7 separate regions of the Mus musculus genome follow, and all the other regions are linked to region 1. The links are chromatin contacts, called in public HiChIP or PLAC-seq, capture Hi-C and promoter capture Hi-C maps. All regions are on one chromosome and are shown on one strand. The core of a region is the stretch at or near the end of the contact, and the rest is flanking DNA. Distances in the headings are between cores, read along the strand shown. Region 1 holds the start of Smox (spermine oxidase). Region 2 holds the start of Oxt (oxytocin). Region 3 holds the start of Fastkd5 (FAST kinase domains 5). Region 4 holds the start of Ddrgk1 (DDRGK domain containing 1). Region 5 holds the start of Slc4a11 (solute carrier family 4, sodium bicarbonate transporter-like, member 11). Region 6 holds the start of 4930402H24Rik (RIKEN cDNA 4930402H24 gene). Region 7 holds the start of Slc23a2 (solute carrier family 23 (nucleobase transporters), member 2).

Evidence for each region. Promoter capture Hi-C pulls out the DNA fragments that hold promoters and counts their contacts. HiChIP or PLAC-seq counts read pairs in DNA pulled down with a chosen protein or histone mark. Capture Hi-C pulls out chosen DNA fragments and counts their contacts.
Region 2: a contact with region 1 is called in a capture Hi-C map of embryonic stem cells, with 3 times the contacts expected there. The contact joins the promoter of Oxt here to the promoter of Smox in region 1. A contact is called at or near these places in 2 of 115 datasets of contacts at active chromatin or transcription factors (microglia and regulatory T cell precursor) and 1 of 9 other capture datasets (embryonic stem cells).
Region 3: an H3K4me3 HiChIP or PLAC-seq map of embryonic stem cells shows a contact between it and region 1, with 5 times the contacts expected there. The contact joins the promoter of Fastkd5 here to the promoter of Smox in region 1.
Region 4: an H3K27ac HiChIP or PLAC-seq map of embryonic stem cells shows a contact between it and region 1, with 7 times the contacts expected there. The contact joins the promoter of Ddrgk1 here to the promoter of Smox in region 1. A contact is called at or near these places in 1 of 39 promoter capture datasets (erythroid cells), 1 of 484 Hi-C or Micro-C datasets (embryonic stem cells) and 3 of 115 datasets of contacts at active chromatin or transcription factors (embryonic stem cells, pancreatic cancer cells and thymic regulatory T cells).
Region 5: a promoter capture Hi-C map of stem cell-derived epiblast-like cells shows a contact between it and region 1, with 2.9 times the contacts expected there. The contact joins the promoter of Slc4a11 here to the promoter of Smox in region 1. A contact is called at or near these places in 2 of 39 promoter capture datasets (embryonic stem cells and stem cell-derived epiblast-like cells) and 2 of 115 datasets of contacts at active chromatin or transcription factors (both in embryonic stem cells).
Region 6: a contact with region 1 is called in a promoter capture Hi-C map of stem cell-derived epiblast-like cells, with 4 times the contacts expected there. The contact joins the promoter of 4930402H24Rik here to the promoter of Smox in region 1. A contact is called at or near these places in 6 of 39 promoter capture datasets (embryonic stem cells, erythroid cells, hippocampal neurons and 3 more), 1 of 484 Hi-C or Micro-C datasets (embryonic stem cells) and 3 of 115 datasets of contacts at active chromatin or transcription factors (astrocytes, embryonic stem cells and pancreatic cancer cells).
Region 7: a promoter capture Hi-C map of hippocampal neurons shows a contact between it and region 1, with 3 times the contacts expected there. The contact joins the promoter of Slc23a2 here to the promoter of Smox in region 1. A contact is called at or near these places in 3 of 39 promoter capture datasets (cranial neural crest, hippocampal neurons and maxillary cranial neural crest), 2 of 484 Hi-C or Micro-C datasets (both in embryonic stem cells) and 3 of 115 datasets of contacts at active chromatin or transcription factors (astrocytes, microglia and thymic regulatory T cells).

What each region holds. Positions count from the first base shown.
Region 1 is chr2:131,489,700-131,494,103 of GRCm38.p6, reverse strand. It overlaps Smox (spermine oxidase), which reads right to left and starts at 2,242. Exons shown (of 7, transcript NM_145533.2): 1 at 2,068-2,242. Gm30679 reads left to right here and starts at 1,828. Exons shown (of 2, transcript XM_030252306.1): 1 at 1,828-2,536. The coding sequence starts at 1,930.
Region 2 is chr2:130,573,580-130,577,983 of GRCm38.p6, reverse strand. It overlaps Oxt (oxytocin), which reads right to left and starts at 1,815. Exons shown (of 3, transcript NM_011025.4): 1 at 1,655-1,815; 2 at 1,192-1,393; 3 at 930-1,107. The coding sequence starts at 1,774. The coding sequence ends at 1,052.
Region 3 is chr2:130,627,856-130,632,259 of GRCm38.p6, reverse strand. It overlaps Fastkd5 (FAST kinase domains 5), which reads left to right and starts at 2,258. Exons shown (of 3, transcript NM_198176.3): 1 at 2,258-2,344; 2 at 3,625-3,771. It overlaps Ubox5 (U box domain containing 5), which reads left to right and starts at 2,222. Exons shown (of 7, transcript NM_001255993.1): 1 at 2,222-2,344; 2 at 3,625-3,771.
Region 4 is chr2:130,662,642-130,667,045 of GRCm38.p6, reverse strand. Ddrgk1 (DDRGK domain containing 1) reads left to right here and starts at 2,401. Exons shown (of 9, transcript NM_029832.2): 1 at 2,401-2,571; 2 at 3,492-3,698. The coding sequence starts at 2,481. It also overlaps a transcript of Itpa not described here.
Region 5 is chr2:130,695,242-130,699,645 of GRCm38.p6, reverse strand. Slc4a11 (solute carrier family 4, sodium bicarbonate transporter-like, member 11) reads left to right here and starts at 2,127. Exons shown (of 21, transcript NM_001081162.1): 1 at 2,127-2,287; 2 at 2,891-2,998; 3 at 3,543-3,605. The coding sequence starts at 3,560.
Region 6 is chr2:130,837,847-130,842,250 of GRCm38.p6, reverse strand. It overlaps 4930402H24Rik (RIKEN cDNA 4930402H24 gene), which reads left to right and starts at 2,106. Exons shown (of 37, transcript NM_029432.2): 1 at 2,106-2,287. The coding sequence starts at 2,205.
Region 7 is chr2:132,142,602-132,147,005 of GRCm38.p6, reverse strand. It overlaps Slc23a2 (solute carrier family 23 (nucleobase transporters), member 2), which reads left to right and starts at 1,898. Exons shown (of 16, transcript NM_018824.2): 1 at 1,898-1,994. It overlaps Gm14051 (a long non-coding RNA gene), which reads right to left and starts at 3,427. Exons shown (of 3, transcript XR_866753.3): 1 at 2,421-3,427.

The sequences.
Region 1 (4,404 bases), core at 993-3,492:
CTTAGGGTATTGAAGAGATAGAAGTGTCTGACAGGGAGAAAATAAGGTGTCAAGAGTCAAATAAGGCTAAGAGGTCACAGAGGGTCAACTAGGCCAAGGGAAAGCTCTAAGATTTTATTTGAGTGTAATAAGAAGCCATCGAGAAATAAAAGTATCTGATCAAAATGTTCTATGTTATTCTTGCTGCTCCGTTAAAAATAGATGCAAAGAAGGTAAGTGTGTGCACTGGGAGAAGGCTACTACAGTATTTAGGGACACTTAAAAGGTGACTGGGGTGGGGCAGTAGCCTGAGGCAAGGGTAATGGACCCTAGATGAACTCTGCAAAGTTCATCCTAGCACGGAGAATGGACCCTAGATGAACTCTGCAAAGGACCAAGAGGCCTTGTTCTAGGACTGGCTGTGAAGGGTGGGTGGAAAGGGGTCCGAGCTGCCTGTCCTAAGAGATAGATTATCAGCCACTCTCAGATGTCATGACCCAAGTATTGTCAATCCTGCCCCCGACATTGTCAGGATTCTGCTTTGTCCACATTAAGACATCAGAAGACCGGTAGGATCCAGCTAGGGCCAGAGACAAGATCTGCCACTGAAAATCATGAGCATGAAACCACTTAAGATCTTTGAGTTCTGGGCTGGAGAGATGGTTCATCGGTTAAGCACACTTGCTGCTCTTCCAGAGAACCAAGAGTTAAGTTCCCAGCACCCACCCACAAGACAGCTTACTTGTAATGCAGTTCCAGGGATCTGACAACCTCACACACATGCATGCAGGCAAAATACTAGTACACATAAAATAAGTCAAAAACAGAGATCTTTGTATTCATAAATTAATTTTTTAATCATAAGAAAGAATAAAAACAGGGGTAGAAAGTGAACAGAGGATGGCAAGAAGGGCAGTCAGGAGAGGAAATGCTGAGAACAGAGCCCTGGGGCCCTCAAGCATTTAACAGCAAAACTAAGGGGAAGGGGACAGGCTAGGGCAGGCTGGTAGAAGGGAGGAACTGGGGCACCCAGGGAAAGATACAACTCTAGGACAGAGCTTTCTAAAGACACTGCAAGGCAAGCAAAACCTGCTAGAGCGGCCCTGGATGGACTGCAGAAGGAAAGGGTGCCTGCTTCTTAGGGGCACTGCTTAAAGTCAGAACTTCCGAGGAGATCCTTGTGATGGGAATTGGGTGCCTGGCTGACGGGGGATGAGGTTCAAAGCCAAACAGGGAGACTGTGAAATGACGAGGGCGGACAAAGACTGTTCTCAAAACCTGCTGGGTAAGAAATGCCAGGGACATCTAAAGGGATGGTCACAGGGCCCAGGAGGAAGCGCGGCCCTTCAAGCCCTGTAATGCTCCTTCCTCTGTAAGAGGAAAGGGACAGAGGTAGCAGAACACAAATAAATGAGGGCCATTCAAACACTTTCTTGACCTTCTCTTTACCCCCAGCCTGGGTGACCTCCACTCAGCACCTGCTGTTTCCCCCACAAGCTCGGCCAAGTGGACCCCAGGCGGGACGGTGCTGTGCCACTATCAGTTGGCTCCTCCAACAACCTGTGGGCACGGCTCACGAAAGGGCCAGCCACGGCGCGGTTTGCTCAGGTGCAAGACCCAAAAGGTCCGCGCACCGCTCACCTGCTCCACAGCCGCGCCACCTCCAAGCCGGCGGCCGGCCTCGGCACCCCTTCCCGGCGAAGCGACTTGCTCCCTTCCCTTCGTCAGCCTGGCTCCGGCCAAGCCGGGCAGCCTGTGAGCCCCGGGGCAACCCGCGGGAGAGCGGCTCCCCACTCCTCCAGCTGTCCCAAGGAGACCGGCAGACGCCGGGCCGCCGCCGCCGCCGCCGCCGCCGCAAGCTGTGTTCCCTCCCCTCCACAGCGCACACCCTCCGGGCCGACCGAGTGCCTCGCCGGCTTTGTCTGCGCCGCCGCGCTGGGCGTCCGGAGGATGCGGCCCGGACCCCGGGGTCGCGGCCAGCCCGGGCAGCCTCTTCTGCCCACCGCCCGCCGCCGGCCTCCATCGGGAGCCCCTTGCCTACGAGGCTCGGTGGCTGTCCGAGCCCGGGTCGGGGAGGCCGCACGGTACCTTTCCTTGCGGAGCCCGGGAGCGTCTTCGCGAGCGGCCTCGGCCTCTCCGCCTCCCCTCCTCCGCAGCCACTGGGCTTCCTCCTGCAGCCGCCGCCGGGACCGTAGGGCCGAGCCAGCCGCCGGGGCCTGTGCGGGGGCCCCGCTCCGCCTCGCGTCCCCGGCCCACCCCGCCTGGGTGCTCCGCCCCGGGCCCGCCCACCGGGGGCGGGGAGCCCGAGGCCACCCAGCCTGGAGTTGCCCGCGGCACAGCCACCTGCACTCCCCTATCTCGCAAAAGGGACGCCTCACCCACCTATCCGCCCAGAAACAGAGCCAGCCCCGCGACGCCCCGCCCTGCAAAGCAGACGAGGTCTTCCGGCACTGTCAGAGCGCTGCGCCCACCTCAGTTTACCCAGACTCTGCCGCCCTTTTGAAAAGAAGAAAGGGCCCCTCTTGTCCTGGACTGTCTCTCGTCCTGCAGGTCTCAGGTGGGTGCCGGCGGGAACCAGGAACCTCAGGTGAAAGGAAAAGAATGCTCACATCCTCTCAGTACCCAGCCCATGTCCTGAAGTGGCCCTTTTTAAAAAGTGTATTTCCCTAGTAAAACCCTCAAACTTTTAATAAAAGCCAACGTTAATACTAGGTGGCACTTTTTCCTTTTTTCAAAAAAAAATTAATTGGTATCAATTATTTTTTAGCGGGCAATAGTGGCACATGCCTTTAATCTGGTGGTTCTCCAGCTTCCTAATGCTGACACACAGTTCCTCGTGTTGTAGTGACCCCCCAACCATAAAATTATTTCATTGCTACTTCGTAACTGTAATGTTGCTACTGTTATGAATTGAAACATAAATAAATATCTGACATGCGACCCCTATGAAAGGTCGTTGGAACCCTAAGGGATAGTAACCCACAGGTTTAGGACCACTGCGGAATCCCTCTAGAAGCAGGTGGATCTCTGAGTTCAAAGCCAGTCTGAACCACAGAGTAAGTGTAGGACAGCCAGAGTCAAACAGAGAAATCCTGTCTTGAACCACCCCCAACTCTCCCCCTCCACACACACACACAAAAGTAAGAAAATTATTTTTTATTCATCTCTGCACCTCCTAATCTGTTTTTTCGTATGTTTTGCTGGTACTACACCAGGTCAACACTTGGTCCGAGGGAATACAAGCCCCTGGTGGCCGCAGAGCCTCTACTCCGAACTGTGTCTCTGGAGGGGGCCCTCCCCTGATTTCAACCTGGAACCAGGCAATGCTGAGCACAGGTCGCTGTAGGTTCAGCCCGGAGAGATCCTGGATGTGGATCACATGCTCGTGATCCCAGCCTCAGAAGGCCATGTGGGGGGGGGGGGGGTACAGAGTTCAAGGCTAGCCTTGGCTACATACCAACTTCAAGGCCAGGCTGAGCCACACAGTGAAAGCCTGCCTCAAAGAAGCAAGAAGTAGAGATGTGGCTCAACAGCAGAACACACTTCTCAACATAGACAAGGCTCTGGGGCCAATCCCCAAAACTGAATTATATATATAATTCATATATATATATATATATATATATATATATATATGGCCTGGAAAGAGGTAGCCCTGCAAAAGTGGCTCTGATGGTCCCAGCCAAAGGGAACCAACCACCTAGGAGCCAATTTGGGTAGGGGACAAATGAATTTCTGGTGAAGTTTCTTCTTGTCAGAAAGGCTCTAGTCCTTCACCAAACTCGAAGTCCCTCTTCCCACCCCTCTTTAAAACACCACGCACTCCTGGGGTTAAACTCAGGTACACACCATACTCTCCTCTGTGGCTCTGTCACCCTCCACCAAAGAGTGGAATGGCTATGGGTGACTTTAAGGGCTAAAAAGCCTCTGTGTAGTTACTTGGTCTTAGGCAAGTTACTTAGTGTCTTCTTGTTTCCGTTCCCTCCTCCTCAATAAGTAATACCTGCTCCAAAGGGTGGTATTACACAAAAATATTAATCTGATCTGACTGTTTAGAAAACTATTCAAATGGTTTGCGTGCAAACAAGCAGCTTAATTTAGTTACTCATATAACAGAAAAGCCCAGCAGTATAACTGACTCGGGTATGCAATGGCCCAAATAAATAAATAAAAATTCAAACCTGCTCTTCACAATGAAAACCTGTTTTCAGCAGCTCTGAGCCCCATCCCCACAGACCTCATCCTCATTTCTTTCAGTCAAATAGTTGGCTCTGACTGGTTCATATGTCATCCCGAGGCAGTCACTGAGGTGTAGCCTGGAGCCAGGCCATCTATTCTAAGCCATATGGATAGGGAGGGAAGAAGAATAATTACAGGGCCCTGTTTACTACCAGAAGGTGAACGGCCCCAGAGCTGTGTGTGCCA
Region 2 (4,404 bases), core at 566-3,065, 920 kb after region 1:
AGAGTGGGAGAACCACAGAAAGTGCTTGTTTGTATGTTTAACTTATTTGCTATGATGGGATGGAGCCCAGGACTTTAACCGTGTGGGGCAAGACTTCCAGTCTCTGAGCTCCACCCAAGCCCTCACACTTTGTTCTGACAGCGAATCACGTGCCCTTGTGGAGGCGGGGCATGCCCTCACTTCTGCCCATTACTGCTGCTGAGAACACTGGCAGCCAAGTGAGGCGCGCTTCGTGGCAAGGGCGGTATTTTAATCCAGCAGTAAGGGAGCAGTATAGATTGTGGATTTCTGCTTGTCTGTGGGCTCCGTGCTTTGTGGTCACTTGTGCCCACTGGCTCTTAGATCCCATGTCTCCCCAGAGCACGCTGTCCTGCAGAGGCGGGCAGCCCCCCCCCCGCCCCCCACCCCCACCCCCAGCTCAGGCCCGACCCTGGGGACAGCAGAGGAGAGGCCAGTTGGTTCTTGATCTTTCCAGCTGTGGTTTCCTTGGGGCCTGCGTGAGAATTCAGCTCTGTGGAAACCTTATGGTTCTGTAACTACCCTCCCCTGGCCAAGACCCTGCCTTCTAGGCCAGGATTGCCCCCTCAACCTCTGAGGTCACAGCTAAAGCCCCCTCTCAGATATGGAAGTGACTGAACTAGTTCCCCTGCCTCCTAGCCTGCCTTGTTAGGCTCCTCAGTCCCCTGTTAGGCGTTGCCCTTTCCCACAGAAGTCCACCGTTGCTGTTTGGACTTCCAAATTCTTCTCTTAAGTCTATCAGGCCCAGCCCAGTTGAAATGGAAATGGGGCTAATGGGAGATGGCAGCCCATAGAGCACCCCTCGGTCCCCGAGCAGCCTGCTGGACTGTTTTTGCTACAAAATGCCAAGATCCACGGCGTTCCCGGTGCCTTTCCTCCCTCCCGTTTCCGACAATTAGACACCAGTCAAGTTTGAAGAGGAAATCTACTTTATTTTTCTTTTCTTTTCTTTTCTTTTCTTTTTTTTTTTTTTTTCTGGCAGTGGCCATGGGGAACGAAGGAAGCGCGCTAAAGGTATTCCCAGAAAGTGGGCTCAGCGCTCCGAGAAGGCAGACTCAGGGTCGCAGGCGGGGTCTGTGCGGCAGCCATCTGCAAGAGAAATGGGTCAGTGTTCTGAGCTGCAAACCCGACGGCTCCTTGCCGGGTCACCCTGCTGGGCCCCCTCCTGCTCACCCGGGCTGCAGCAGATGCCTGTGGCGGCGCAGCGGCCTCCGCTCCCGCAGGGCTTCTGGCCAGACTGGCAGGGCGAAGGCAGGTAGTTCTCCTCCTGGCAGCGCAGCGCCTCGGCGGTGCCCACGAAGCAGCCCAGCTCGTCCGCGCAGCAGATGCTTGGTCCGAAGCAGCGTCCTTTGCCGCCCGGGCCGCAGGGGAGACACTGTGGGGAAGGATGCGGGTGGGCGCCGTGCACAATCCGAATCCGGACTGTGGCAGAGCGAGGGGCAGTGGGTGCTCCGGCATTGTCGTTACCTTCACGGCGTCAAGAGGGAGCCTAACACTTCCCAAAGCCCTGGGTTCCCACGCGAGGCCTTGGTAGGGCTGGCAAGTGTGCGGGAATGCTCTCTGTAGGTGGGAGAGCTTCTCTGGTCCTTAGCATCGCCAGAACGGGAAGGGAAGGGACAGGGTCGGGGAGACTCACCTTGCGCATATCCAGGTCCAGCACAGCCCTCTTGCCGCCCAGGGGGCAGTTCTGGATGTAGCAGGCCGAGGTCAGAGCCAGTAAGCCAAGCAGGCAGCAAGCGAGACTGGGGCAGGCCATGGCGATGGTGCTCAGTCTGAGATCCGCTGTAGGTGATGGTTTCTCCGGCCCAGACCGACCTTTTTATGTCTGGGCACTGCCATGGTGGAGCACTGTCTAAAGAGGGTGACAGCATGACTGGTCACAGAAGGTCTCTTGGGTCAAATTGTTCCACGCTGTTTAGAGGCAGGCCCTTCATTTGCAGGGTCTGGGCTAGGGTCAAGGTCATCGTCTCTGCTAATGACCTGGAACTCAAAAGAGAAGCAGCCTGGAAGGGGTGGCCTAGGCTACAAGAGGCTAGAGAGACTTGGGAGGGGTTGGAGGTGCGCCCTAGCCAGGAGCTGTTTTTCACAGATATCCAATATCTCAGAATAAGGCAGGATAGGGCAAGTGAGTGAGGGAGCCCTTACATGGACCTGAAACTTAGATGGGGAAAAAGATGGCGTCTTGTTCAATCTCTGAATGCACCTCAGCTCTTCTAACTAGCCCGTAAAACAAAGTCTCAGTAGAGATCAAAACCAAAACACAGTTAACAGACCAAATTAAAATAAAAAGAAAGAAAAATTACAGCAAAAGGAAAATTACACTAGTATTTAAAACTCTGTATTAGAACCTGCTGTGTAGACCAGGCTGGCCTTGAACTCACAGCGCTCCATCTGCTTCTGTCTCCCAAATGCTGAGTTTAGTTATCCACTACCACACTAGGTGCCTAGACTCCTGTTTGAGAAAACAGTGGCCATCAGCTGCTGGAGTGTGGCCAACAGGTGGCCTCAGCTACAGCAAGCCATTTGTGCCAAGGTCATACCCTTCTCAGGTGGCCACATATAATGGTTGGCCCATTTTGGTGCAATCAATTGGGCAGCTCTGGGTACATTTCAGGTTTGGGCTGCAGGTCTGCATAGGTCTGCATGGGAAGGGTGTTACATGCAGCCCAGTAGCAGAGTACTTGCCTAGTGTGTGAGCGACGTTGGGTGGGGCAAGTCCCCCGCATGATGGTAGCAGTACATTTTGGGAACAGTTTTTGCATTTCAATTTTAATTTTGTGTGTGTACATTTGTGCACGCAGGTTTCCTTGGCGACCAGAAGAGGGTGCTGGATCCCCAGGAGCTGTCATTAAAGGGGATCATGGGTAGGCCTATGTGGGTGCCCAGGACAAAATTTGGTTCTCTGAAAGAGCAGTGTGCAGGCTAATCATCTCTCCAGCCCCTTAAAATGAAATACATATCAAGAGAGGGTGCTGGGGGTGCACACCTTTAATCCCAGAACTCAGGAGACAGAGGCAGGAGAATTTCTGTTAGTTCCAGGACAGCCAGGGCTTCAAACTAAAACCAAAATCAACCAAAACAAAAGAAAGACAGACAGACAAAGCATAGCAGGAAGACACGGAAGACTCAACCCCTTCATTTTATGGCTGAGAAATCAAAAACCTCTCCAGAGGAGATGAAGGTCTCACTACTCACTTCAAGGGCTTGCCCTCAATGACCTGAAGATCATCCACTGGGCCTCATGTTAAATATCTTGCTATCTTGGGGCTGAGAGTTACTCTTGCAGAAGACCCAGGTTTGATTCCCAGCACCCACAGGGTGGCTCACAACCACTTACAACAATTCCAGTGGAGCCAGGGACTTATTCTGACCTAGCAGCCGGCACACGAATAGTGCATTACTCACATGCAGGCAGATCATTCAGACACGTAAAATAAAATAAATAGATCTAAAACAATTTTAAAAAGGAAAAGAGAAGCATTGTCTAGACTTCCGTTTGTTTTTTTTTTTTTTTTTTTTTTGAGATAGGCTCTTGGTTGGCCTGGAGCTGTCTGTGTAGACCAGGCTGGGCTTGAACTCACAGTGATCCACCTGCCTGCCACGTGCTGGGTGTACCACCATGCCAGGTACCTAGGCTCCTGTTTAAGAAAACACTTGTCCTCAGCTGCCGGAGTGTGGTCTTAGCTGCAGAAAGCTAGCTGGCCTTCCCAGCTATCTACATATAGCAGTTGGTCCATTTTGGTACAAAGGCTGGGTACCCCTGACTGCACTTCAGCTTTGGGCTTTAGGTTAGCTGAGATCTGCATACTGGCTCTGCTCCCGTACCCCTTCTCTTCCACAGGGGTGGGTCCCAGTCCCATGTTCTAAACTTCATCTCAGGCTCTCTTAGAAAGTGTCCTGCAACATCCAGGAAGAAGTAACAGCCAGTGTCCCAGAGACCAGCTCACCACATGCAGTCTCTGCCCCTGGAGAGAATTGAAAAGCCCCTAGGCTCTGTCCTTATGCTCAACCTTCTCCTCAAGGGGCTGGGGCCAGCAGGGCAAGCCCTGTTCCCCAGCTCTCCTGAGTCACTGGTGTGAGTTATCAACGCTAAGTGGGTGGTGAGGTTGATTGGAACCGTACTACAAATCAGTTCATTTCTCACCCACAATTGCCTATTGGCATTCTGGGCATAGAAGGCCAAGAGTTTGACCCCCAAAGTGGCCCCAGAGAGACAGCCTGCATGTTCTGAGGGCATAGTGATCTCACCTAAGGTAATCCATGCACATAAATTAGCATGTCATAAAATATGTGCAGAACGCGCCTGTTAGGCCAGCATGTCTTCACATGCTCACCAGCTCATCTGTGTTTGAGACCAGCACACAGCAGACAGACAGGATTCTAGTC
Region 3 (4,404 bases), core at 1,009-3,508, 860 kb after region 1:
TATTTTCCCTTCACCCAACAAGTCCAGTAGTAGGTATCACAGATATTGGCTCTCTGTGGATCTAAAGCAGTGGTTCTCAATGTGTGGGTTTTGACTCCCGTGGGTTTGACTCCTTTGGGGTCAAACAACCTTTTCCCAGGGGTTGCATATTGGATATCCTGCTATCATATATTTGCATTAAGATTCCCAACAGTAGCAAAATTACAGTTATGAAGAAGTGACAAAAAGAATGTTATGGTTGGTGGTCACCACAACGTGAGGAACTGTGTTAAAGGGCCACAGCATTAGAAAGGCTGAGAACAATTGAGCTAGAGTCTAGATTTTTTCATCCTTATCCACTCAACCTGTCTCCTCTTTGCCACAGAGCATCCCAGCTCTTTGAGAAGATTGATTTGCACCAGTTCATCGTGATATTGGAGGTTTTCCTGAGGCTGGGTGTGGTAGCACACACCTTTAATCCCAGTTCTCAGGAGGCAGAGACAGGCAGATCTTTGAGGCCAACCTGGTCTACAGAGTGAGTTCTAGAACAGCTACTCAGTCAGACACTGTCTCAAACAAACAAACAAACAAACAAACCTATAAAAATTATACAGATACCTTAAAAAGAAAAAAGTTTTCCTGGGTGTTGGGGAAATGGCTCAAACAATAAAGTGCCTGCCATACAGGTATGTAAACCTGAATTTGTATCAGCAACAACAATATAAGAGCAGGCCCTGAAGCCTGTTCTGTCTGTAACCCCAGCACAGGAGCCACTAGGTCTGTTACTAATCATCCAATCAGAATCTGTGAGCTCCAGTTACAGTGATGGACACTGTCTCAAAAAGTAAGGTAGACAGTAATTGAGGAAGTTGCCTGATGGTGACCTCTGGCCTCCATATGCGCAAGCCAAGAAAGTCCTAGAAGCATGCAATAACTCTTCCTTTCCAGTACTGTTGACTAGAGGTGGGCTATAAGCTCCTCCCACTTCATAGGAGACTAGGAAACAGCATTTTGCAAAGAGAAACTAGATTGTCATGGCTGCCCAGGAGCAATCAAAGTTTGTCCCCTGGGGGTGGGATTTTTCACTCTGGGTTCATGAGCAGGTTGTAATCAGGTAAGAAGTCCCCAGTCAGTGAGGGCCATGTTACCAATGGTCTGGAAGGCACAGATGTTCAAATGTTCACAGCCAGGCAGGCTGCCTTACATAGAACCCAGAAGCTGGGATGCTGGTCTCAAATCTCTTTGTCACAACCTCTTATATAGCCTGTTTCCCCACCAGTGCCTTGGAGAAAGTATGGTATCTCTCTCAGTTTTCCTTCACAGCGTCTCAAATAGATGGCACTGACAAGGCTGAAGACTGAATAGACACCGACAGGCCTGGGACAGGCACTTCTGTTACATAGGACTTGGGAGAATCTTTCTTACCTTGATAGCCAAACCAGCCACGTGTGAGGCCCTCCTAAGGGAGGTAGACCATCCTGACCTACCCACCTTCAGTTCCAGCTCCACTTTTCCCTTCCCTTCCCTTCCCTTCCCTTCCCTTCCCTTCCCTTCCCTTCCCTTCCCTTCCCTTCCCTTCCCTTCCCTTCCCTTCCCTTCCCTTCCCTTTTCCCTTTTCCCTTTTTTTCCCTTTTTCCCTTTTTTCCCTTTTTCCCTTTTTTTCCCTTTTTTCCCTTTTTTCCCTTTTTTTCCCTTTTTCCCCCCTTTCCCCCCTTTCCCCCCTTTCCCCCCTTCCCCCCCTTTTCCCCCCTTTTCCCTTTTTTTCCCCTTCCCCCTTCCCCCTTCCCCCTTCCCCCTTCCCCCTTCCCTTCCCTTCCCGGTCTCTTTATATAGCTATGGTTGTCCTGGAACTATTTTGATCAGGCTGGCTTCGAATTCATAAAGATTCACCTGCCTCTGCCTCTTTAGTTCTGGGATTAAAGACGTGCATCCCTATGCCGGGATCCTTGCATACATTTTCATCTATCCATTGCTAGTTCCTCTTCTGAAAGCATTTTCACTATTAGAAATGCATCATGATTCTCTTTGTATAGATGACAAACTAGGCTTGAAAAGTTTGTGTGACTTCTTCAAAGTCATAAAACCCAGAACCTGTGCCAATTACTTCTGCTCAATTACTTTCAAAGCGACCCATCCAGGATAATATTTTTCCCTCTCCATGTTCTAAGGTCAGAAACTAGAAAATGGTCATGGAAAACTTCGACTACGGTTTTTTGAACCTCAGCGGCTCCGGTACCAACGTAAGCGGAAGGTGAGGGCCGCTGGCCGGAAGTGGGTTGTGGAGCGGTTGATGCAGGAGTCTGTGCATTGACTTACCCGGGGCGGCCCGGGACTGGAGTTAGGGAGCTGCCTTCGCGGGCTTCAGGTGAGTGGGCGGCCGGGGAGGACGAGGTGGCTCGACTTGCTGCCTGCACTCTGGCCTCGCCGGGTCCGGGCCGCGCGCTCCGCCATCCCGGTTCTCCCGGGCCTGCTGCGCTTCCCCGCGGGCTGTCCTCGTGCCGCCCCGGAGCACCTCTCAGCATCACCCTCTAGGGTCACCTTATCACGGCGGACTGCTGTGAGAGTGGGTCCGGACGGCGCTTTTAGCCCCCTGCGAGGTGGAGATCGAGTCTGCGTCTCTCACGGGGCTGTTGTGATAGCAGTCTCCCTGGTCTCTCCGTTCCAGTGTGCACGTGAAGCCCTAGCAAAGTGACTTAGCCTAGGGTCTCGGTCGGCGCCTGCGAGTCGGCGTTTCTGATCAGCTTTTCGCCAGCACTTTGAGCAGCGTTTGATGTAGGGCTTAGGACGGGGTGAGGCAATAGGACAAATATCCTTTCTTCATTTTAAGCAGTTTCTGGTTGTACAAACCCAACTCGGGCCAGGAGTGGTTCTCCCTTCTCTTTCTCCCCCCGGGGATAGGAAGTAATTGCTCCTTTTCTGTTAAGATCTTTTTGCTCTAACTCGGGAACTCTGGACAGGAGCCTTTATAGTCGATAGATTCACGCCTCTTCTCAGAGGCTACATTGCTCACTTGGTGTAGGCATCTGGGCATTGCTTCATCCTGTGACGCTCATATATAGATACTCCAACGTCAGAGGGAACTGGTATTTTGTGCTCATGTTTTCTGCACTTTGCCCACACTGAGGACCCAGAACAGTGCCTTTGTTTTTTGTTTGTTTGTTTGTTTTTTGTTTTTTCGAAACAGGGCTTCTCTGTATATCCCTGGCTGTCCTGGAACTCACTTTGTAGACCAGGCTGGCCTCGAACTCAGAAAATCCGCCTGCCTCTGCCTCCCGAGTGCTGGGATTAAAGGCGTAGAACAGTGCCCGGCTTAGAACATTGCCTTTCTAGAACTAGGTTCTAAGGCTTACTGTCCTCAGTTGCCGAAGGCTAGCCCTAGGGAATTTAGTCCTGCTTGGTAGACCAAAATAAAATCTGAAGACTACTATTTCATACAGCTGAGAGTTGTGCCGGACTGATGTGCCTGTGTGTCTTTCTCATTTATCTATCTATCTATCTATCTATTTATTTATTTATTTATTTATTTATCTATTTGGTCCCCAACGGAGTCTTGGCATTTATCATGTAAATAGGTCAATTTATATTTTTTTATTATATGTGTATGGGTGACTTCCATTTATGCATGTCTGCACCATTTGTATGCAGTGCTGGAGGAGGCCAGAAGAGGGCGTTGGATCTCCTGGGACTTGAATTAAGGTTGATTGTGAGCCACAGTGTGAGCGCTGGAAATCAAACCCCAATCCTCTGGAAGAGCAGCCAGTACTCTTAAACACTGAGCAATCTCTCCAGCCAGTAAGTCATCTTTTCTTTTTCTTTGTTTTTTGTTTTTTTTTTTTTTTCAAGTCAGGGTTTCTCTGTATAGCGCTAGCTGTCCTGGAATTTGTCCTGTAGATAAGACTGGCCTTGAACTCACAGACATCTACCTACCTCTGCCTCCCAAGTGCTGGGATTAAAAACTAGCTCTGTCACCACTCCCACCACCAGGCTTCATAAGACTCCTTTCATATAAAAGAATTCTGGCCAGCCATGGTAGTGCACTCCCCTCCCCCCCTCCCCTCCCCAGTGCCACCACAAGACAAGGTTTCTCACTGTAACCAGCACTGGCTGTCCTGGACTCGAACTCATGAGATCTCACTGCCTCTCCCTCTCGAGTACTGGACTAAAGGCATGCGAGGCCTTGCTTGGCTGGTGGTGCCTTTTTTTTTTTTTTTTTTTAAAGATTTATTTATTTTATGTATATGAGTATATGTGTAGCTGTCCTCAGACACACCAGAAGAGGGCATCGGATCCCACTACAGATGGCTGGGAGTCACCATGTGGTTGCTGGGAATTGAACTCAGGACCTCTGGAAGAGCAGTCAATGCTCTTATCTGCTGAACCATCTCTCCAGTACCATGGTGCACATTTTTAATGGCAGCATTCAGG
Region 4 (4,404 bases), core at 1,152-3,651, 830 kb after region 1:
CATATATAATGCAGCGCACATACGAGCAGCTAAACACTCATACATATAAAAAACATCTTAAAAAAAAAAAAAAGCCGAGCATGGTGGCGCACGCCTTTAATCCCAGCACTCGGGAGGCAGAGGCAGGTGGATTTCTGAGTTCGAGGTCAGCCTGGTCTACAAAGTGAGTTCCAGGACAGCCAGGGCTATACAGAGAAACCCTGTCTCGAAAAACAAAAAACAAAACAAAAGTACAGGGTGCTAGCTGGAAGTGTGGCCATTTATAATCCCAGCACTGAGATTAAAGCAGGAAGATCATGAATTAAAGGCTAGCCTGGGCTATATATGGTGTCAGGGATGTAGCTTGATGGTAGAACATTTGCATAGCATGACCAAGGTCCTGGGTTTGGCCCCCAGAATCACACACACAAACAATAGAATCCTAATCAAGCCTGGCTGTTTAGCTTAATGTTATTAACCTTGTACAGCCTTGGGTATTGTTATATAGATGCAACTTACTTAAGGGGCTTATGGGACTTAGGCAAGCACTGTACCACTGAGCCACATACCCAGCCCACTAATGAGTTTTTCTTAAACTCTAGAGCTGTCCTCACAGAGTAGCCAAAGCTATGTTCTCCTCAAATCTTTGCTCGTGACCTTAATATTGCGTGTTACACAATTCAGAAGCTTTGCTGTATACAGTGTCTTTGGAGACAGATCATAGTGTCCTCTTCACTGCCCCTCGATGGTGTTATTTTTTGAGGACCTGTGGTTCATTAGAGTTGGCTGGGAAAGGCTGGGCTGAGTAACATGGCCCTTCCTGCATGTCACTTGTCTCTCTCTTTCATGAAGTTAAAGGGAATCCTCAGAAAAGTGGAGAAGTAGAGGTTTTTAAAGCAAAGGTTAGAGAGAGAGAGAGAGAGAGAGAGAGAGAAGCTGAGGCATTTAACATCCAAGAAGTCACAAACACACACAAATATATATATATATATATATATATATATATATATATGTATATATATATATATAGAGAGAGAGAGAGAGAGAGAGAACAGGTACTAGATTTTATATATATATATAATCACATATAAGCATATATATTACATATATAGGCCAGGTAATTAATATACATATATATATATATATATATATCACATATAAAATAACATTTGTTAAGAAGCCAGCCAGGTGTGGTGGCACACGCCTTTAATCCCAGCACTTGGGAGGCAGAGGCAGGTGGATTTCTGAGTTCGAGGTCAGCCTGGTCTACAGAGTGAGTTCCAGGACAGCCAGGGCTACACAGAGAAACCCTGTCTCGGAAAAAAAATAATAATAATTCAGGAGCCAGGCAGGTCTGTGGTGCCACATGCCTTTAATTATAACCAAGGAAGAGGCAAGCAGATCCCTCTAAGTTTGTGGCCAGCCTTGTGTACATATTGAGTTCTAGGCCAGGCAGGGCCATATAATGAGAGCTCAAAGAACTAAAACAAAACAACCCATCCTCAAAAGATGGAGGAGCGTCTGGACATCAGGGTGCACACCTGTACTCCCATATAATCCAGGCACTTATGAGGCAGAAGCAAAGGATCAGTTTAAAGTCACCATCTACTATACACCAAGTCCAAGGCCAGCCTAGGCTACCAGATACCCTGTCTCAGAACAAAACCAAACAACTAAAGGTGGGGGGCAGCTGCGATAAAATTCCAGCAAAGCCTCAACCTTCAGCCGAACATGGATCTAAATCTCCAAATATACGGAAAGAACGTAGGTGCTAGAGATAAAGCTTACCGTAACAGCGCTTGCCTGACGCCTGGAAGGCCTTAGGTTTATCAACATTGAGAAACAAATTACAAAACATTCCACATTTACAGAAAGTAATACAATGGATGCCTAACTTGCAGTATTAATAAGATATTCGTACACACGTTGCATTTTTCAGTGCTCCAAATTAAACTAAGGGCCTTGGCCATGAGTGCTCTACTACTAATCTACAACCCCAGCTTAGTCCCCTACTTACTCGCCCCACTATTTTCTTCCTTTTTCTTTCTTTTTTTCTTAAACACTTATTTGACGTGTATGAGTGTTTCGCAGGTATGCATATCTGTGTATAACCTGCGTGCCTGACACTCGAGAGGGTCTGAAGAGGGTTTTGGGTCCCCTGGAATTGAAGTAATAGAAGGTTGTAAGCCACTATGTGGGTGCTGCGAACTGAACCCTGGCCCACTGGAAGAGCAGTCAGCGTCATTAAATGCAGACGACCTCCATGTTGCCATATAGCCAGAGACGACCTTGAAATGTTGGTCTCCGAGTCTCCACTTCCCGAGCACTGGGATGGCAAGCAAATGTGGCATCAGGGACTCTTCAGTTAACTGAGGCCCAGGTCAAGCCCAGGGTGGGGGCGGAGCTCAGCGAGCGGCTGGGCAGGGCGGACGGTAGTGGGCGGGGCCTGGCGATCCGGATCCCGCAGGCGCGCTGGCTGCGCTGCCCGGCTGTCTGTCGTCATGGTGGGGCCCTGGGTGTATCTGGTGGCGGCAGTTTTGCTCATCGGCCTGATCCTCTTCCTGACTCGCAGCCGGGGTCGGGCGGCAGCAGGTAGGAGGTGCCGCCGTCCCAGGGCTGGAGGAATCCGTTTTTCAGAGTTCCTGGGCTTTGGTAGGCCCTCGACTCGTGCGCATGCACTGACGAGCTTTCCTGTGCTTACGAGGAGCTTGTGCGCTGGCCCGAGCTTTGCGCACGCGCCTTAGGACACACTCGGAATTAGCGCGGAGCCCAGAGCTGGGGATGCAACCTAGGAACCAAGCCTGCCTTTCTACTCTGCACCAATAGGAGAGGCTGCCGGTTTTCTAATCCTGCCCAGTGTGTTCCGCTTACTAGGAGTAGGAGGGCTAAGCAGCCTTAGGAAACTGAATGCATCTCCCGCCAAAGAGGGCACCCATGCTGCTTTGCCTCGCCTCCACCAGGGTTAGAAGTGGCCTGGCACTGACAACCTGACAGTCCCCCTTACTAACATTTCACGTAAGTGTAGGAGTTTCTATATATCTCTCTGATGCCTGACCCCATAAGCCACCTCAGAGCACCTCTGTGTCCCACGGGCAGAAGAGACAGAAGCTGAGGTAAAGCTGATTGCCAACAAGTCTTCCAGGGAGGGACGATTCAGCCTCGACTGTGACATGTAGTCTCTGGTTGGCGTACCCTATAAAATCATAACATAGCAAGAAGTAAATGTAATCTTGCAGCGGGCATGGAGCGAGATCTGTAAACCTCAGGGTGAGAGTATCCTCACAGGTCGCCTGTTCAAGATGAAGATATCAAAGGAGGTAGGAAATGAGAAGTGAGCATCAGGCCAAAGTGTGCGTACAAAAAAGGCCTTGACAAACCTAAGTTGGGACTTGGTGCTGTGGGCAGCAATAGTCTGAGGTGGTTCAGCAGGGGGATGAGACTCCCAAGATCCTGTGCTTCACTCTCTTGAAGATGGGCTGCTTGACAGTGTTATGATTCCTCCCTCCCAAAAGCTGACGGAGAACCACTGCACAATGAGGAAGAGAGGGCAGGAGCAGGCCAGGTAGGCCGCTCTTTGCCCCAGGAGTCTGAAGAACAGAGAACTGGAAGCAGACCCCGGCGTCGGAGGGACTTGGGCAGCCGTCTACAGGCCCAGCGTCGAGCCCAGCGAGTGGCCTGGGAAGACGGGGATGAGAATGTGGGTCAAACTGTTATTCCAGGTAAGAGGGCCCAGCCTGGGGGAGGGCTGGATTAAAGGCGTTCGGAAGTCTCCCAAGCTAGAGACACACAAGGAGCATGAAGCCAGTGGAGGAAGGACATTTAGTGGTAGGACTGGAGTCTTGGGCCTGGGCTTTGGTCCTTGAAGTCAGCATTTCTTAACTCAATCCCTGTTCTATTGGGCGTCACTTCCTTCATCTTGGTTCAGTGCAATTAGCTGTAACCCTAGAATAAGTGCTTAGAAATAGAGACATTTCAGCTGATATTTACATCCACACAGCAGACACTTGGAGTCTTACAAAATCCGCATGGTTGTGGGAAAGAATGTGTCTTCTCTAGTACTTGAAGTCTGGCTTGGTAGGAAGAAGAGAATTTAGGGGAAATTGGGCTTTGGCTTTGACTCCTTGGGATTATTAGCCCCTTTGTCTTAAAAAGAGACCTTCAGTGGGTATGTGTGCATGCTTATAACTCCTGCACTCAGAAAACAGAGGCAGGAGCATGGGAAGTTTCAGGCCAGCCATGCTTATATAGCCGTTTCAAAAGCAGCACCCAGCCGCAACAAAGAGACCCTCTCTTCACCGTCCGTCCTGTCTCAGATTTGGGTCCTATACTCTGAGGCCCAGGCATCAGCGTATCAGTTATTTTCAGCTGGCCCTGGAGTAGTCCTGAGGTTAGGGTTATTTTTTTCTGTCTGGCTCTGTTACGATA
Region 5 (4,404 bases), core at 878-3,377, 790 kb after region 1:
ACTTATCACACCATATGTGCTTGTAGCGGCCAGAAGTATAGTTCAAGTGGTTCTGAGCCGTCATGTGGGTGCTGAGAACTAAACCCCACATGAGCAGAAAGTGCTCTTGACCACTGAGCAGTCTCTCTACTCTTCTATTTTGTTGTGGTTTTGGTTTTTTTGGGTTTTTTTTTTTTTTTTTTTTTTTTTTTTGGTTTTTCGAGACAGGGTATCTCTGTGTAGCCTTGGCTGTCCTTGAATTCACTTTGTAGACCAGGCTGGCCTCGAACTCAGAAATCCCCCTGCCTTCTGGGATTAAAGGCATGTGTCACCACTCCCGGTTTACAAGAATTGTGTGTGTGTGTGTGTGTGTGTGTGTGTTTGGTTGGTTAGTTTTGCTTTTGAGAAAAGGTCTCACAAAGTAGCTCTGGCTGGCCTAGAACTTGCTCTGTAGATCTGGCTGGCCTCAAACTTGGAGAGATCTGCCTGCTTCTGCCCCCAGAGTGCTGGGATTAAAAGCATGTGCTGCCACATCTGCCTTGTTTTATTTCATTTTTTTAATGAGATACTAAACGGTTGCTTCTCACCCCAGATTCTAAAAGAAAGACATGGCAAGGGGTAGGCAGAGCTTAAAGGTACATGGAAAGTCATTAGACACTACCTGGAAGGGGAGGGGAGGTATGTGCATAGGTGGGGTCCCTAGCCTGCCTGCTCATGTCATCACCCAATGTAGCAAAGGCAGGAGAAGGGCTTCAGTGTCGGTTTGCCCTTTCAGCCTCTGGCCTGCACAGCACAGGGCGGGTGGGAAAACGAAGGAAACCATTCCTTAAACACTGCCAAAAGGGCTGAAGGGGGAAAGGTCACACTTCGGTCCTCTGAGACAGTGGTGCAGGAGTCTACAGACTGGGGTGGGGGTGGGAGTGGGTACTCCTGGCTCCTTTCTCCTCCTAATAAGGAGAGGTTGGGGAAATTGTTCCTTAAGTCTCCAGAGATTTTCTGGAACTGGAAGGGTTTGGACCAACCAAGTATTGGGGTGCTGCTAGGAAGCTATGCAAAAGACATAACATGAGAGACTGGGGTGGAAGAGGGATCCCGACCCTGAGTCAGCCATTCTGCCAGGCTCTTCAGCTTTCCTGAACCCCCACCCTGCAACACCACCAGCCTGGATAGAGCTAGGAGTCTTTTTTTTGGGGGGAAGGGGAGTGTTCGAGACAGGGTTTCTCTGTGTAGCCCTGGCTGTCCTGGAACTCACTTTGTAGACCAGGCTGGCCTCAAACTCAAAAAATCCATCTGCCTCTGCCTCCCAAGTGTTGGGATTAAAGGCGTGCGCCACAACTGCCGGGTTTAGGGCTAGGATTCTAAGGAGAAGATACTGAGAGGAGTTCCTAAGAGCTAAGTGAACAACATGGCATGTAGCCTCCTCCCAGGGCCTGCTTACCCCAACAAAGGCAGCGTGCGGCTATCCCTGAGTCATCACGGTTCTTAGAGATGGGAGGGATCCTGGAATAACGAGCGCGCGCGTCTGTGTGTGTGTGTGTGTGTGTGTGTGTGTGTGTGTGTGTAGGGGAGACTTCAGGACCCTCCGTACCTTCAATCCGAATGCCAACTTGGCTCACCATGCCTATTTATATGCAAATTCCCGCAACACTCCAAATGCCTTTCCAACTCACCCACCCCCTAACACGCTTGAGCAACAGTGAAAGGAACTGTGTGGAAGCTATCACGGAGTGGGAAGGAGTGGCTGGAGAATAGTACTTTACTTAAGTGTGTGCCCCAGGGACAATAGGAAGCTCAAGGTCTGTAGAATCACTGGGAAGCCACCGAAGGTTGGGTTGGGGTTAAGGAAAGAGGTGCTCAACGCACTTATCAGAACTCACCGCAAGCCGCTCTCCAGAGACCCGGCCACTTCCTAACCTGGGAGAGGGATGCGGAACCGAGAGCGGGCGCCAGCGGGTGAACACGCGGGAGCGTGGGCGGCTTAGGGCGCTAGCCCACGGGCAAGTGCAGAAAGCGGCGTAGGCGGGGGTTGGGGACCGCCCTGGCGGTCGGGGGCGTGGCGAGGGCAAAGGGGCGCGGCAAGGGAGGGTTGGGGGCGATTCGGCAGCCCGAGGGTGTGGCAGTCAGTGGCGTACAGCTAAGGTGGGGGCGGAGTTCCTCCAAGCTTTTAAAACAGGCGCGCCCCTTCCCTCCGGGCTCCAGTGAGTGTCCCTGCACTGCTCTGAAACTTCGTAGTCCCTCCCAGGCCGGCACCCCACGACTCTCAGGCCTGCGCACGCGAGCCGCCGAGGATCCAGAACAGACCTCGCGGGTGAGGGCGCGACTTTGGCTGGAAGCAGCCTCACGCCGCACGGTTAGGAGCGCGGCGCGGCTCGCAGGAGTGTCGCCGGCTCCAGCTGCGAGCCGGCCCAGAACCACGGAGTCCTGATTGAGAAGCCCGGGCCATGGCCACGCCAGGCGTGTATGCCAGCGCCGGCCTCTCAGGCCTGGGTGGGCGAGAGGCTGTGCCGGCTTTGCGCCTCCGGAGGGGTTCGACCAAAAGAGTTCCGAATGTCAGTGCGCGCGCGCGGGGCAAGGGGCGGCCTGGGACACCGTGGGCATCCTGTCCGTGTTTGTTCTGCGTTCGCGGTCTTGACACACACACCCTCAGCAACTGAAGGAAAGATGTAACGTAGCCGGCGGAGGGGAGGGTTGGGAGCTCCGAAATGGGCAGGGTGGCGCTTTGGTGTCCTCAGCACCGGATTGCGTTCCGCCGCCTAGAGTTACGATTCATCAGAGCTGGGTGTATCCGGCCACTCACCTGCACGTGGGTGTGGTCTGTTCCCCTTAGCTACCGCCCCAAGTGCCTCCAAATCCTGCCCATCTACTCACTCTCAGTGGCTGCAAACATGGACTACATCTTTTTCTCGTACAGGCCCATCCTCCCGTGCGTCCTTCTTTGCACAAACATCTCGGATAGTACCTCCAATCTCTGTGTACTGCACACCCACTCTACCCCTTCTTTCCGGCATCGCAGGACACGGTACAACCCTGGGATAGAGGCAGTTGCTGGGTCGGTCCCCTGGGTGACCCCTAGGCCATTGAAGAGATGGGAAGAACTGCGTCTGAGATGGGCATGTGTGGCCCTTGGCAACCAGGGCAGATCTGAGGAGAGGCTCACCCCCACCTCAAAGTGCTGGGCGAGGCTGGGCTGGATCCAGGGAGGAGGCGATTTCCAGTTGTCTTCCTCCAGAACTGGATGGGGCTCAGTCAGAGACGCTTGGATTAATGAGCCGAGTACTGATGATAATTTAGTGATGACATGACCTGAGGAAGTACTCTTCACTTCCCTGGCACGCATAGGAAGTCCATACTAGGCAGACTAAGGGATTTAATACCTTACAGTAAGGATGGTCATCCCAGACACTGCAGGCTCCCCTACATAGTACTTTGACCCCCACCTCTCTCATGCAAGTGGGCTTGCATGTGTTCCTAGGAAGGATGAGGAATCATCAGGCATGGGGTGAACTAAGGCTGTCCAGGGCTGGTCCACAGGATTGGTGACTATTCTTTGGCTTCTTTTGTAGAAAACTGTCCTTGGGCCATGTCACAGAATGAACACTGTCAGGACTCCGGTGAATACTTCTCAGGTGTGTATCTAGAAAATCTGGGGAACTCAGCCTGTGTACCCATCAATGAACCCCAGGCAGAGCCACTTGTCCATAGCCCATTGCTGGGGTGGTTAGCTCCCACCTGTCCGAAGGCCGTGTGGCTTGCTGAGTAGGCAGCTGATGAGACTGGCCAAAGGCAAGCAACCAGGGGTGCGGAGGTCTTGGGAGGGCAGATTAGGCTACCAGTGCCGCTTACAGTTTTCTCCTGTGGCTCAGTATTCCCGGGCCCTTCATATCTGGCCAGCTTAGGCCACATGCTATACTATGCCTTGTCCTGTTGGGCCTCATGTGGTCCTGGAGAGAGAGGCTGCAATTGTCCCTGCTTCAACTGGCTAGCTCCTTCTCTGCATTTGGCTCTATGCTGCTTATCTGTCTACCCTTTGTTTCTTTGTTTTGTCTCATTTGATTTTGTTTGAGAAAAAGAAAAAAGAAATCCTCATGTAGCCTGGGCTGGCCTAAAACTCCCCATGTAGCCAAATAAGAACTTGAATTTCCAATTATATCCAAATATTAAGATTACAAGCTTGTACCACCAAACCAGGTTTACAGGGTACTGGGGCGTGAACTCTGGGTTTCATGCAGGTTAGGCACATATTCTACACATCGAGCTGCATCCCTAGCCTTCCCATGTTGTTTAGTAGCATGCATTTAGGCATCACGGTGATGTGTTTTTACCCAGATCTCCTGGGTGGGAGTGCTCTTTGAGTCAGGCTGGAAGCTGGCAGGTTAGATTTATGTCTGTGCTACTTGGAATGGCATGGCAGGAGACCTAAGAGGT
Region 6 (4,404 bases), core at 857-3,356, 650 kb after region 1:
AAGGTTCTTAATTCATTTTCCTAGACGTTAGGTCTGGAGCTCAGAGTGGTAAGAGGACAAAGGAGTGGGTCAGCTGCGTGTAGTTAATTAGGGCATAACAGACAACTGGTTATGTGTTTTTCCAACTTATGCACCTTGGTTCAGATAACAGCGATTTCTATATTCTATATTCAGTTAAGAGACAATTAAGAAGACATTTGGAGAGAAGTGGGGTGCGTGTGTGTTCCTAAGCCTGGGAACATGAACTTGTTACACCTGGCCAATAAGATCAGTTTTCAATCAGTTTTGCAGACACAGCTTTTTTTTTTCCAGGAATTCTCATTTACACTATTTCTCTCCAATAGCACATGAAAAAATGACCATAAGGAAACTACAGCCTCATATCCAGTAAGATGACTACGATCCAAAGATAGATATTAAATGTTTGGAAACGCGTGGAACAATTGGGACTCTCTCACCTAGGTAATGTGAATATAAATGGTGCAGCTTTTTTGGAAAACAAAAAGATGCCTCAAATTATTAAACACAGACTTTCAGTATAATCAAGCAGTACACTTCTAGGAGTATACTACATATACAGGAGAATTAAAAACATGTCTACACAAAAACTTTCGGTATTTGGTCATATTGGCATTAAGCTAAGGCACAGAAAGTGTGGAAAAAAGCTTCTATATTCATTAACTGATAAATGAATACAAAAGATGTGATATCTGCATACCACGACATTGGCCAAGCAACCAAAGGCACACAATTTTGTTCTGTGCTACAAATTGTAGTAGCCTTCCATCTGGACATGATGATGCAGGCCTGTAATCTCAGAATTTAGGAGGTTGAAGCAAGAGTTCAAGGGTTCAAGTTCAGGGGTTCAAGGTCAGCCTAGGCTACATAAAACATACCAAATGGAGGAGGAAGGAAGAAGGTGAATATCACATTTGCTTGTAGAGAAAAGATGTATTCTCAAAGCTGATTAACAGAGCTGGAGATGTATATAATGACTGGGTGCGTAAAAGCTCGAGGTGTTTCAATAAATTGACTGTTTAGCAATTTACAGTCTCCTGGCTGTTAACAGTGGTCTACAGAACAAAGCAGCTAAGAAAGGCTCTTTCATTCGGAAGCCTGGTCATTGCGCTGCTGATTGGGCTGCTGTCAATGATTAGCTGGGTTTCAGAAGCTGTTGATAACTGGCTGATTTGGAAGCCCCTGAAGAGAGGCTGTCTCTGATTGGCTGATTTTCAGATACTGTGTTGGTTACCTCTAAACAATGGTTACACATTCACGAGTTGGGTCTGAAGGCAAAATTTTATTTTCCTTTAAGTATAAAAATAAGCATTTTAGTTCCTTCTCTTTTTCAAACCTGCAAGAGATACCTTGGGGATTGTTAAAATCTTTATGAGTGGAAGAAGGATTTTTTTCAGCCAGTACTATTTATAAATAATTCAAAGGCTGATCATTGTAGCAGGGAAACTAGTCTTGTGGTGTTATAATTTACCATGAAAAGATGAATTTAGGACACGTAGGACATCTTGACAAGGTCGATATGTGATGCTAAAGTAGACCTTGTATATAGTAAGCAACTCTCCACTTTATGCAGGAAGGAACTTGGGCTCTGAGATTTTTTCTGGCCCACCGACCCACAGCTGGAAACAATTCTATCCAGACTCTGAACTGCAAAGGCAGGCGTCTCCTGGGATACTGTGAGCACACTGATGCCAGTGCTCTCAACAGGCCGCATCGCTAAGGGGCCGAACGTTCCAAGGATGGATAGGCAACTGATGTGAAACAGATAACTGTAGCCAGGCAGCGGTCCAGGACACCTAGAGATAAAGCCAAATACAGACCAGAAGAAGCCTAGCCCGGCCCTCGCGGGAGCGAGACCCCGCCCCGGGCGCGTCCGCGAGCGTGGCTGTAGCTCCCGCAGAACCCTCACCGCACTGAGAGACCTTAGGGCCCGGAGGTGTGGTGTCCCGGAGCCTGCGCCTGGCGGCCCGCACCCCAAGTCCGTCTGGCTCCTCCGCAGCACGGTGCGGCGCTGGGCCGGACTCACACTGACGCCCCCGCTGCGCGCGCTCCCGCCCCGCCCCCGCGTGCCCGCGCGCGCCGACCCCGCCCCCTTGGCGCACCCTCGCTCCGCCCTGCCGCTGGCCCGCAGCGGTGCCGGCCCCAGCGACCCTCCGCGGCCCCCAGGTCCTACGCCGCCAGCCTCCATGGACTCGTTCGACCCCCAGCAGCTGGGGCTGTCCCCCGCGCGCTTCGCTGGCACCTTTGGCAGTGGGGCGGCCTCCGTCAGGTATGCCGCGTCGAGACAGCCGAGGGTGGCCCGGGATGCGCCTTGGGGCGGCTACGCCTCGGGCGGCAGGGCGTGGTCTGATATGGCTTCCTTGCGGAGGATTGTTTCAAACGGCTCTGAGAAGAACGTTTGCCCAGGGACAGGCGGCCTTCTGGAGGGACCCTGCTATGTCTGTAGCTCGACAACCCACTGCGGTTTCCGGGAAGACCCCATTGTGACATCCCCACCCCATGGACCGGTTTTCCCTTAAACCTTCCCCACCGACAGCCCACCGCTAGAGGCCCTGTGTTCACGCGAGTGGAGCTCCCGAAACTGCCGCGTAAACCCCTTTGCTCCTAGGTGTCCAGACCCTTTGCCCCAGACTGCCGCTCGATTATAGAGTTTCCAGTCCCCTGCGTGTACAGGGAACTCCGCTCACCTGTCCCTGGCCACTGCATCCAACCCCTTTCCCTTGGGGAGCACCTGTTTCAGGGGCTTGAAGGTCATTGGGGGCGCAGGAAGAAAAAGGAAACTGGATGGAGAGGGAAAAGGAGGCTCGGAACCCCCCAGAGCGGCTGACACTAGGTTCGTGATAAGGAGTGCGGGTGGACTGGAAGGGGAGTTGATATTAGGGAGTGCTGCCCTGCCCTTTTCCATACAGAAGATCTGTTTCCAATTTCTGCTCTCTGTCTTTGGGGCTGACCTTGATAGCCGTCCGGGCTTTGTTTGTGAAGGAGCTAGTATGCGGCTGCCAGAGAAACGCGGAGGTTGGAGTGGTGGAGGTGTTGCAGTAGGAGCCTATAAGAAAGGGAAGGGAGGAGTCATTGGGGTTTGGGTACTGCTAACCTGTCATTAAACCAGAAGAGGCCTTTTTTGTTTGCTTACTTGCAGCCATTTGGCAAAGCAATATGCTATTGTTCCCTTGAGTGGGGGTTGTCAACTAATATTAGAATAGCTTATCCTATTTTCTGTCTTTTTTTTTTTTTTTAATTGAGACCGGGTCTCACTGTAGACCAGGCTGACCTTGAACCCGAAAAGATCCACCTGCCTCTGCCTCCTGAATGCTGAGTCTGTGCCACCGTGTCTGGCCGGCTTTTTCTGTGTTCTTGATTGAGTGTTGTATTGTGTTCTCTCTCTCTCTCTCTCTCTCTCTCCTCTCTCATGTCTGTCTCTCTCTTCTCTCTCTCTCTGTCTGTGTGTGTGTGTTTCTTTCTAGTATTGAGGGTCAAATCCCAATACATTGCTTTTGCTGGACAAGTGCTATAGCACATCTAGCCTTGTGTTTTGTAGAGTTTTGTTGTCTTTTATCAAAACTATGAAGAATGAAAATGACTTTTTTTTTCCTAAGACAGAGACTCACTTTGTAGGCCTGACTGGTTTTGAACTCACAGATCCACTTGCTTCTCAGTGCTGGGATTAAAGATATGAGCCACTTTGCTTGGCTTCTTTTTTATTTTTAAATTGTGTCTGTGTTTGTGTGTGTAGATGCATGTATTGTGTGTGTGTATGTGTTTTATGTGTGTGTATTGTGTGTGTATATATGTAGTGTGTATGTATATGTGAGAGAGAGAGACTCACTGTGCTTGCCACTGGGAGTATGAAGGTCAGAGGACACCTTGCCAGGAGTCTTTTCTTCCCTTTCTCCTATGTGGGTCACCAGGATTGGACTCAGCCAGGTCTCTTGGCAGCCAAGTGCCTTTACCCACTGAGCCATTCTGCAGGCCCCAAAACTAATTCTCATTCTTCATTTCTCAGGACTCCTTCATATACTCTGGCAATGTGTTTATTGAATGACTAAGCCGTGAAGGAAGAAAAGCAATGAGATAGTAATGAAACAATGCATCTGGGAGACCTGGTTTGCTTCTACTTTGACACTGTGTGGATTTCTCTGCCCCCAACAGGAATTCTTTCTGGGGTTTACAGTTTGTAGTGTGTAGCTGCTCATGGGAACAGTCTCCATCCTTTCTCAATCCTTCGGCCAGAGAGGATCACTGAAAGTATTTCAGCTTTGTATGAAATTTAAACAGGATGCATTAGAACTTTGAGCAGCCTGGCGATAAACCTCTCTGGAGGGATGTGTGTGTCTGCCTGTCTGCCTGTGTGTGTGTGTCCGGTGCCACATTTGTTTGATGTGGTGC
Region 7 (4,404 bases), core at 649-3,148, 650 kb before region 1:
GAGGGTGGTGAGAAGCAGAGAGCATGGGGAGCCTGAGGAGAAAAGGGCATCAAGGGGACCAACGTCTTTAGAAGCCCACACCTGAGAAATCCTTCCATCACCAACCTGGGTGGAAAAGAGTGGGACAGTCAGGAAGGCTGAGTGGCTTTATCACATAAAAACATCTCCAGGAGGGGGTTAGTCAATGGAATGTTACTAAGCCAAGGAAGGAAAAAAAAAAAAAAAAGATCTGTAAACAGGCAAAAGGATTTGGCACTTAGAAGGTCACAGATGACGTCTGAGAAAGCGGGAGACTGATGGTGCTTTATAGTGCTTGTTGAGTGCGGAGGGTGGGGGAGGAAGAGATGCAGGAAACCAGGGAGGGAGGGGGGAAACCCGGAGTGAGGTAGTGCTTTAGGATTGGAGGTAAAACTATAAAGGGGGAGTTAGGGAGTGGGAGACAATATATATGGGGGGAAATGAAGAAAAGAGATGAACTGAAAAGATCAGGGGTTCTTGATCTTGGAACAGGCCTTCTATTCCAAAAGGTTCCATATTGTGGAGCAGAACACACACATTATGTTTTTAAGGGTGGCTGGAAACTCTGGCATAGAAAGAGTTGTGTGCTTCTCTGGTGCTGGTTACAGAATCATCTCTTTTCTTCATCTTCAGTGAAGATGAAATACTAACCTATGGTCTTCCAGGGTATGCTGGATTTTACAATTCAACTTACTGTTTTTTAGGGTTTTTTTTTTTTTTTTTTTTTTTTTTGAGACAGGAGTCTAAGTAGCCCAGGCTGACTTCAAATTCATCGTCTTCCTGCCTCTGCCTGCAAAATGCCGGGATTACAGGTGTGCACCACTAAGCCTCACTGGTTTTATTTTAGTGTGAGACTTAGAGAATTATATATTGATTCTCTCAGCTCGTCCGCACTAGCCTACTTTATAAAATGCCCGTCTTTGCTGGTTACGGCATGCCTCTATTGATCAGTGTGCTACCAGTCCTCAAGACTGCCAAACATAAACAATTCAGGAATAAAATCTGCTTTTTGTTTTTAAAGATGAGGTCAGCTGTGGTCGACCATTCTTTATGGCTCTCCGGAGTTGCTTGGGGATGAAAGGAATTACTGGGTTAGAAAAACAACCAAGACAGTGGTTTCAAGATGGAAGACAGAAGAGAGAGCTAATTATTAGGGTTTTGTTTGTTTTGGTGGAGGTAAGAACGTGGTTTAGTTACAAGTTAGTATCTTAGACCACCGCCTGCAGCATCACCTAGAAACTTCCTGGAAATGCAAATTTCGAAGCCACACTTCAGTTTCAGCACCGCTGGGGGTGGTACCCAGTTTTAATGATGCCCCCCTGGGCAAGACTGCCCGGCCTAAGTGCTATGTGTTTATTGACACGCGGCCTTTTGACTCACAGCCTAAGTGCCCATCCAGCAGGCATTCCTTGGGGGGTACACTTGAGAAATACAGAATAGCAGGTTGCCCCCAAACCCGCTCTATCAGAACACACGCCCCAGAGAAATCAAGCCTGGTGTGTCTTCTCCCGCGTCAGCATAAGCAAGGAGGCTCTCTTTCCCCAGCGAGTTCGGAAGCCTGACGGCCCAATTGGATACGCCGCGAAATTGCTTTAAAGCGGGTTACCCACTGAGCCGGGTACACTGCACCCCTCTCGCTGTCACCCCACAGCTACTGCAGGGCTTGGGGTCCTGCAGGGTAGAAAGGAGGCTCTGAAGGGGAGAGCCTGCGAGCGTCGAGCATCCTAGGCGGCCCCCCCGGAGCAGGTGTGTGGGGAAGGGTCTGCGGCTCGGCGCCCCGGGGCGCGCGGGCGGAGCCGGGGGTCGGGCGGGGAGGGGCCGGCGCGCGGGGCGGGCGGCTGCGCGGCTCCCGCCCCCGGCCCGCCCCTCCGCGGCGCCATTTTGCAGGCGGCTGCCGCGGGGACCCAAGGCGGCGGCAGGCACTGCGGCGCGAGCGGTGCGATCGGCGGGACGCGAGCCCAGCGAGCTGCAGGCAGGTGAGAGCCGGGCCGCCGCGCCCCACGCCCCACGCCGGGTCCGCGGCAGCACCTGCCGGCAGCCCCGGTTGCTCGCCGAGCCCACGAGGCCGGCCCGCGCGGCCCCCGCGCGCTGTCACCCACCCGCGGCGCGGCCTGCGCCCCCACGCCGGCTCGCGCGGCCCGGCGGCCCCGGCTGCAGTGTCAGGCCGTGCGTCCCCGGCGCTCACTGCCGCCCCGCCGGGTGCCCCCGGGACAGCCACCGTGGGCTCGCCGTGCTGCGTGGCTTGCTGCGCGCCCCTCCCCAGGTGGTGCGCCCCGCATCCCCGCGCCCGGGGATTCAGGGTCAGCCCGAGGGGCGGGGGATGGCGGTGCTGTTTCCAGTCTGGCTTCCTTCCCTCTTTGCGGAAGGCGACACGGAGTAATTTTAGATGCCGCTGCACCAACCTTGCGACCTTTCACGCTGGCCTGCCCCGCAGGGGTCCGGGGTCGCCTTGTTGCCTGCGCTCTTGACCGAGAAATTGACATTGGAGTGTGATAACTTGAAGGTGAAGAATTGTCTTCATCGTTTGGCCGGAGATGTCCCATTAGATGTGTAGCCTATGGGAACTCGGCCTTCATTCCGGATGAGGGGCTTTAAGCGGGTCTGATGGGAAACTCCTGATTTTCAGCGCAAGGGGTGAGGGCAAGTGCACAGGGAAGAAAGTTAGCTTTTTGAAGGCTACTTGGGGTTGGGGCATTTGTAGTAGCTGTTAGTCTGCTTTTTGCGGTGCTGGGAGACCGGATGATGGCGAAGATGCTATCCCTTCTGACGCTTGGGTCCTCTGAACTAAGGCGGCCAGGGATGTGAGGATCTGGTATCTGAGTCCTGAGACAGCCTGGTTTGAGCTGTCATTAACTGGCCATGTGACTTCCCTTAGGCAGTTTTCTCCTTTCTGAAGGCTAGGCTAGGTGGCTGAAATTTTTCTGTTTTTTGTTTGAGTGCTATTGGGCTGAGGCCTCACCTGCTCCGTTTCTCTCATCTGCCCTTTCATCTTGTGTGACTTTGCTGGCCTGCTCCTTTAAGGTGTTTGACTCTGGTGAAGTTTGTGAGAGGCCTTCTTCACCTCTTAGAAGTTCAGGATTCTCTGCTGGGTTATAGTTGACCTTATCAGGGTCACTTTAGAACTACTCTCTATGCTTAGCTCATCCAAAAGTTAATAGCTTTGGGCAGTTGAGGCTGTCCACCGTGTTAGCACTCATGACACACCTGGTAGTTAGTTAAAAGGAGGCCCTGAGCATCCTCAGGCAGACATCAGCGAGGCATGAGGTATCTGTTCTCTAGACAATGTCTTTTGCTCAACTGTTAACTGATTCTTTCTTTTTATACCAGAGTATTTCCATCACCCCGACTCCCACCACTGTTTTATTCTTGTGGGAAGTAATTTCTGTAAGAAAGTAGGTGTTTGCCCGGCGGTGGTGGCACGAATCCTTAATCCCAGCACTCAGGAGTCACAGGCAGGATTTCTGAGTTCAAGGCCAGCCTGCTCTACAGAGTGAGTTTCGGGGCAGCCAGGGCTACACAGAGAAGCCTTGTCTTGACCACCACCACCTTAAAAAAAAAAAAAAAAAAAGGGAGGAAAGAAAGTGGGTGTTTGAGTGGCATTTTTTTTTTTTTTTCTTTTTGTCCTGGCTGACCTGAAACTTGCTCCAGGCCAGCCTCAAAGTCAGGGAGAGCTTCTAAGGTCCAGTTTAAAGTTCCACCCCTTGCCCCTTACTCCAGATACTTGCCTGGTACTTAGTTTTCTGAGTATGGCACATTATGCTGAGATTAAAACCTCTACTAAAAAGCAATTAGGCTGGGTGTGGTGATGTAAATGTATAATCTTAGCAACTCAGCCCAGCTGGTGGAGATGGGAAGAAGACAGGCCAGCCTGGGATAAAGGGCAAGGCCTAGCCTTGTAAAACTACACAGAATATTGATTTATTTTGAGACAAGGTCTTTATATGCAGCCGCGGCTGGCTGGAATTCATAGATCTACCACATCCCAGTAGTGAGACTAAAGGTGTGTGCGTACCACCATGTCCAACAAGAAAGTTAAAAACAAACTAGAGGGCTGGAGAGATGGCTCAGCAGTTAAGAGCACTGGCTGCTCTCCCTCCCCCCCTTGTTTTCTTAAATTACAGGATCTGGATTTAATTCCCAGCACCTACACGATGTCTCACAATCATCGTTAACTCCAGGGACTCCAGTGCCCTCTTCTGGCCTCTGTGGTATGAACACTGCACACACCTGAGACAGCACGCTCCGGGGACACCACCCACACACGTTTTTTTCTTTTTTTAAAAAGTACTTGAATCAATATGACTGTCCAGGTGTGAGCTGAGCCAGGACGACACCAGTGAACATGCTAAAGAGGATGGGAAAAGGTCCACGAGGCTTCAGCCCCAC